Linked DNA regions of Rattus norvegicus: region 2 is linked to region 1. The links are chromatin contacts, called in public Hi-C maps. All regions are on one chromosome and are shown on one strand. Each heading gives the region's core, a stretch centred on a gene start, on an enhancer-like site or on the middle of the called end of the contact. The rest is flanking DNA. Distances are from core to core; before and after follow the strand shown. Region 1 has its middle 35 kb from the start of Wdr95. Region 2 has its middle 20 kb from the start of Rpl28-ps11.

Evidence for each region. Hi-C and Micro-C count contacts between places; a contact is called where the count stands out from the background.
Region 2: a Hi-C map of the A7r5 cell line shows a contact between it and region 1, with 6 times the contacts expected there. The contact joins two enhancer-like sites. A contact is called at or near these places in 5 of 12 Hi-C or Micro-C datasets (the A7r5 cell line, the Rat2 cell line, Schwann cells and 2 more) and 1 of 1 datasets of contacts at active chromatin or transcription factors (oligodendrocytes).

Annotation. Positions count from the first base shown.
Region 1 is chr12:10,535,888-10,539,277 of GRCr8, forward strand. No RefSeq gene overlaps it. Among named protein-coding and RNA genes, the nearest start is that of Wdr95, 35 kb to the left of the region's middle. Within about 2 kb of position 2,109, at least 21 of the 93 cell types and tissues checked have an H3K27ac peak or open chromatin away from gene starts, as enhancers often do. A contact at or near this core is called in the A7r5 cell line, where this site is marked.
Region 2 is chr12:10,705,307-10,708,886 of GRCr8, forward strand. No RefSeq gene overlaps it. Among named protein-coding and RNA genes, the nearest start is that of Rpl28-ps11, 20 kb to the left of the region's middle. Within about 2 kb of position 1,490, at least 23 of the 93 cell types and tissues checked have an H3K27ac peak or open chromatin away from gene starts, as enhancers often do. A contact at or near this core is called in the A7r5 cell line, where this site is marked.

The DNA.
Region 1 (3,390 bases), core at 859-3,358:
ACCAGATTGCCCCCAGGTTCCCCAACAGGGCCTCACAGCCCAGAGCATTGAGGGATAATGTTCTCAAAGCATCCTTCCTCAAGTACCGCTGAAAGCTAATCCACATGTAGCACGGCCTTAGGGTGTGGTTGGGTTGACCCAGACATTCCCACAAAGGTCTGGATGGTAAAAGTCCTGACCGCTAGAAAGGAGTTGGTACAGAGTCACAGGGAGGAAAGAACAAGGAAGACACTGAACTCTGGCATGGTTCCATTTGTAAAACGTCCTAGTCATAAGAGACTCCCGTAGAAACTGTAAAAGTTATGGACTGATCGGTAGGGGCGGTGGCTCAGTGGTTAGGGGGCACTGGTGGCTCTTCCAGAGGACCTGGTTCAGCTCCCATCATCCACACGGTATTCAGTTTAGGGCTGGTGAGATGGTTCATTATCTGAAGGCACTTGCCCCAAGACTGACAAGCCTGAGATTGATCCCCGTGTCCCATATGGTGGAAGGAGAGAACTGACTCCAGCAAACTGTCCTCTGAGTGCCTCGAGCTTGCATGCACACCACACACACACACACACACACACACACACACACACACACTAAAAATGTAATAATAATAATAGTAATAGTGATAATGATGATGATGACAATAATAATAATAATAATAATAATAATAATAATGATAAAAGAAGCAGGGCTGGAGAGATGGCTCAGCAGTTAAGAGTGAATACTGTTTCAGAGGGTCCAAGTCGTTCCCAGCCACCCACAACTAACTCCAGGGCATCCAGCGTCCTCTACTGGCCTCTGTGGCTACCTGCACCCATGTGTCCATACCCACACATGGAGACCCACATAATGAAAAATAACAAATTAAGTCTCCCTCCCTCCCTCCCTCCCTCCCTCCCTCCCTCCCTCCCTCTCTCTCTCTCTCTCTCTCTCTCTCCCTCTCCCTCTCCCTCTCCTCCCTCCCCCTCCCCCTCTCCTCTCTCTCCCTCCCCCTCCTCCTCTCCTCTCCCTCCCCCTCCCTCTCCTCCCTCTCCTCCCCCTCTCTCTCCCTCTCCTCCCTCTTCCTCTCCCTCCCCCTCCCTCTCCTCCCTCTCCCTCTCCTCCCTCTCCCTCTCCTCCCTCTCCCTGTCCCTCTCCCTCTCCCTCCTACCCAAGGAAGCAGAGCCCGTAATGAACTTACTGTGGCACAGCTAAATACTGTTGTCCCTTTTCATGCTATGAGCTTTAGGTCTGCAGACACTATAGGACAGTCACTCAGGAAGCAGCCTTCACAAGTGTGGTAAAAAAGAAGGTCCCCTGTCACACATGTGGCTCCCCTCATGCTAAGTATGACTGGGTCCCTGGTGCCATGGCTATAGGACAATAAAGAACGAGGCAAACTGTGAAGCCTCTGAAATCTACCAGAGCAGGGTCAGGAGACAGTTTAGATGGCATAGCAGTCTCGGTTACTGCCTCTGTCTTACAAATAATCTTGTTTCTCTTTCACATAACCCCAAACCTCAGAGAAATGCCAACCTGAGATACTTAACACTACATTCGTTTTAAATCTTTTCCCAGATTAAAGGGGAAAAATTTTTTTTGAATGATCATCAAATGAGGTCTTAAATATGATTTGAAAATGCCAAGAGTTTTTAACATTCAAACGCAGCTCCGCAAAGTCACCTGTGATTGACATTTTATTCCATCTCAGGGCTGCTAATTAAGAGGCACAGATACGAGCAGCAGAGATGAAATCAGCAGGCGCTGCAAGCCATTCTTAAAATAAACCGCAACCTCAGTTTGCTTAAATCCTAAATCAGCACACACAGGGCGCCTATCGTGTCATTCGCATGGACTCCACTAGGGGGCAGTGGATGATTGCGTCTCCAACTGGAGGGCGCTCGTGATGGCTGCTGTCTATGCACTTCAAGTGCGGCAGGCGCTTCACACAATGATCAGAGCTGCAGTGGTGACAGGTAGGGAGCAGCCAGTCATCGCTCCCAGCGTGTCTGTCAGAAGGATAAGGTGAAATGGGTCATTTGCATTTTCAGCAATGAGCTTCCTTTCTAATGAGCAGCCCGCGCTGCCCGGACCTGTTCTGGCTTCCCTCTCTGGCTTGTGCTGGAAGGCAGTAACCAGGCCTGCCCATACCCAGGAAAGCATCCAAGAAGAGACAGAGGCAGGGAACTCCACTCACGGGCGCTGGCTGCCACAGGACATCGAGGACATAGAGAGGCTTCCCCCTGCTACACAGTCGTGCCAGCTTCCATTTGGGGAATTCCAGCCTGGAGGCTGTGTCGTGCTAATCCAAGGCACCGTTCCCGTACCCGTCTTTATGAATGGTGTTCCCTACAGCAGGCAGCACATTGCCTGTCCCCAATTCCATCATGTGGGGCTTGGATTGCAGGTCTCTGTAGGATTAAATATGTCATGTGCATGCGTACGTGTGTGTGTGTGTGTGTGTGTGTGTGTGTCCTGTCTGCTCCCTCTCCTCCTAAGAAAAGCCTCTGTGTGAAAACATTTCAAGTACCACAGAGAGACAGTGCCTGAGAGAGATTGGGAAGTGGCAGAGGGCGGGTGCAGTTCTATGCTTGCCCTATTCCCTCCTGACCTCCCTAAATCAGCTCACCAGGAAGAGTCTAGAAAATCCAGTTATCCAGTCACAATTTGCCTTTGGGTCACTAAGTCTCCTCTGCTGGGGAAAATCAGCATTTAAGGCTTATTTCTAATTGTGAAGCAAAATGCATGCGGCTGAAGGATTTCTCCATCTTGGCTGAGTGAAAACCTATCTTGGGGGAGGCAGCCTCCCTCCCTCTTTCCTCAGCAGGGCTCCAGGGATTTTAGATAGGGTCTTCTATCCCTAGCTGGGGTCTTCAAGCATCTGTTTAATGGGAAACAGTTTTGTTTGTTTACTTGGTGATCGTGAAAGAAAGCCTGGAGCCAAGCACAAAGCCTAGTCACTCATCTCTGGAAGACAGAACCTGGGGGAAACTGCATAGTTGCACTGTACCTCAGTTTCTTCATTCTTATAAGCACTCATGGTGACTGCCTTCTGGAGTGTAGTGATGTGAATAGAAACTCACTAAAAGCATCAGGCTTCTTAGTGAGCACAGTGGGTGTATTAGGGAGTCCGATTTGTATGTTAGTGAGCACCTCACACACTAGAGAGCACCTCACTCATGTAAAGGAGCAGCATGTATAAGTTAGGGAGGACTATGTACATGATAGCAGCACACACAGATGGGAGGGAGTACCACTCACATGTTAGGGAGCACCACTCACATATTAGGGAGCACCTTTCACATTAGTGAGCACCTCTCAAGTGTTAGGGAGCACCACAAAGGTTAGGGAGCACCACTCACATATTAGGGAGCATCTTTCACATTAGTGAGCACCTCTCAAGTGTTAGGGAGCACCACA
Region 2 (3,580 bases), core at 240-2,739, 170 kb after region 1:
ATGGACTGAACCTCTGATTCTGTAAGCCAGCCCCAATTAAATGTTGTCCTGGTAAGAGTTGCCCTGGTCAAGGTGTCGTTTGCAAGCAGTCAAACCCTAACTGAGACAGTGTTGAAATACAAACTTAAGTCCAACCATGACCACATCCCCACACCGAGGGACATGTTGACTTCTGCCTAATGAGAGACGCAGAGCAGGAGGGGGTGTGGACGATAGAGCCCAATCCACTGTTTACTCTGGTGCTAATCACAAGTGTTTTACATCTGCTTCCCGAAGCTCCAGCCACTCAGCCGTGTGAGAGCCGTCTTCAAAGTCAATTGCCTGTCATTTTACTGATTTACGCTGAGCGACGATGGCAAGGACCCCTCGAGCTGTTTGGGGCTGGCTTGATGATTCTCGGCTTATGAAGTGGCGCTGGGCAGTGTGTTTTGGTTCAAACTCCACCGAGATGGAATTTAAATCCCCTCCGCCGAGTTCCCCATGCGAACGCTTTGATGAGCAGGACCACCAAGCCCTCAGTGAAAGAGGGAGCGCAACCTGGGTTTCTTCAAACGGTGGCGGTGGTGGAGGCTGAGCCCACATCTTCTTTCAGCCCTGGGATGTGAAAATGACATCCACAGTGTGTAAAACAGCCATCACGGATGACTTTTCCCAAGGAGTGCCCACGAATGGCAAAAGACAAAACCCATCCGATAAGGTCGAACCCGTTATAATGGCTCTGAGTTCACTACAGTGTTTCGTTTAAATCCAGATTTACTTCCGTGCCAGTTCCCTCCCCACACCCTCCCGGCCTATCTTGAAGTACTAGAAGCCTCCAGATCTCTAGGAGCTGGCTCTCCCTCTTGGCTGATACTGGAAGGTTTGACAGGTCCCGAGAGTCACCACAGGCTAGAAGACTCTCTTTCTTCTAGGCTTCTATAGCCCACTGAAGACAGGCAAGATGGAAGTGGTCGCTTGTTTGTCCGTTCATTTGTTTGTGTGTTTTTAAGTCTCCCCACACACAGGAACCAGAAGCCACACAAATGATTTAAGGACCACCAACGCTATGCTGCCTGCCCCTGCATTTCTCAGATAACAAATTCATACAATGTTTCAACTGAAGGAAGACTTTGAGGTCTCACTCAGCCCACAAAGCAAGGAAACAGAAGCACAGTGACTTCCTGAGCTCAACAGAGCCCCCGGGATCCTTAAGAATCCAGACACAAGCCAGACTGAGCCATGCAAATGGAGGCAGTCTCCTAGCTCATCTTACCCACATCTCTAGCTCTCGGGGAAAACAGCTCACTGCCACCAATTTGTTACTTTTAATTCCTCTCTTCACGCTCCAGGTCCCCCGCTCCTTTTTCCTGTCTCCTGCCCTATTTAGGCATTTCCAAACTGGCCTCCTCTGTCTTTGTGCTCCTGATTTTTTAACTCCTCGCCTTGGAGCTGCTGCAGTTCCCGGCGCCCTTGATGTGTGCTGTCGTACCTCATTTTGCCACTAGGTGGCAGTGTTTCAGAGCAATCCTGAGCCCTGCAACGTGGCTCTGGGCTGGGCCCGGGTTCTTTGCAGCACAAACAACCGTAGGCGAGCAGGCAGAGCACACATTCGCTGTGGTGCTTGGGAGAGGATGAGCATTCAGTATTATGGTAACGAGGAACAGAGGTCCGTTACCTGTCCGCGTGCTTTCAGAGCCTGCTTTATCCTCGAGACCGACATCTGCCGTCACCTTCACAAAGGAATCTCAAATGGGAAAAGCTGTTTGGGAGGTGCCCTTGAAAACAATGACTGTCACCTTGTGCCCTCTTCGGTTTTTGATTTTTTCAACCCACCATTGGGCACTGATTTCATCCATTAAAAAAAAAAAAATCAAGCAAAGAAGAAAGGCAATCCCTGGGGCATTATGTGTGTGCTGGACAGGACAGTAATGGTGTAATCCTTCTAATGGCTCTGGTCACTGCAGGATGCTAGCTATTAGAAGGGTCTGTTTTAAGGGAGGAGGGGGGGGGGGAAGGTAGGGCTATCTGCTGATTACAGTGCTACCAAGAACAGAAAGTACATCTAAAGGGACACAGTCCACAGAGCTGGACAAAAGGAAGGCGTTCGTGGGTTTAAGGTATATTTAGGGCTTGCACTGTGGCTTCTGAATTATTTCTATAGTTTAAACTCTAAATGCAATGTCTGGGGTGGGAGACGATACCAAGAACTCGGTTCCACTCCCTTGTTAGGAAGTCCCACAGGGGGGAACTCTCAGGAATGTGCCCTGAAATCCTTTACCGATGTGTTCACATCCTGGTCAGCTCCCGGGGAAGACACAAGCCAGATGTTTTCCTTTCAAACAGGTTAGAGCTGGGGTCAAAGCTGTGAGGGACGATGCGTTTAATTGCCCGGCTTCCTCTCCAGTCTCCCCAGCCCAGCCTCCACTGAAGAGACAGTCCTCAAATCCCACTGGTGAGCCAATCTCTCCGGCTTTCCCTCCATCAGTCCCTCTGTACTTCGCAACCCCTTACAGGCCTGACACTAAAAGGAAGAAACTCAAATCTTTCCCCAACTATGACCCATTAAAAAATGGACAGAGTTCTCTCCACTTAAGAAAGCTGGGGGCTGGCCTCCCCCCCCCCCAAGCTCAGAAAAGAGCTAAGATGAGGCTTCCCCTCCAGCCAGGCTCTGGCTCAACAGGTGGTAACTGTTGCTCCGTGTGTAGATTTTATACCCCAGACTGATGAGAAGAAAGATGTCCGTTGCTTAGCTACCAGTGCATCCTGTCATCAAGCAAAATACCAAACATCTGTCCCCTGAATTGAGAGTACATAAAGCCCTGAGGAGAGAGAGTTCTGAACACAAAGCAGGGAGCACTGGATGCTCTGTGGTGGCATCGGCCCGATGACACCGGTGACACGGGAGATGCTGATGATGTGCAGAGAGAGGCCCGTGAAGTTAGAAGCCATTGCAGGATGTCTGAATGTGAGACCTTGAAGCAAGAGTAGCTTTAGGCTTGGGGAAGGCAGGGGTTTGTCTGAAGGATGATGGCCTTGTGACCAGGCACAGGGGACAGGAATGTATTTAAGGCTGTTTACAAAGAAAGCCGGCATGCTTGCCCACGAAGGGCATGGGGAGCTCGGTTAGAGAAAGGGGTGAGACAAGTGGCAAAGGTCTGATCTAAAGAAGCAGTAACGACCCACGGAAGTGAGACAGGTCGTTTGTGCTTGGTGCATTTACCTAGGGTAAGACAGGAAGAGCCCGGTCCTGCCTCAAAGAGAAACAACCACAAGCCAGACTCCTCAGAGGTGGATGAGTCATGCAGAATCTGCCGATTTTAGAAACGAGGTCAGCAGACCAGGAGGCAGCTGCCGTTGACAAGACAGGTCATTCGGTTCCGAGAATAAGGACCTTGCTCTAGGTACCACAGGGGACCACGAGGTAGCACCTGGTCAGGAGGGAGGAGGAAGGTGGGTGCAAGGCTTTACTGGGCATTGTGGGATGGAGTGGTCAGGGAAGAGTGAGCAGGTTCAGCTTAGACGAAAATTATGCTTCTTAACTCTGGGCTCTCGGGACCACCCTTAGCTGGACGAGCAACAAAGGAGGAAGGTGGGTTACCTA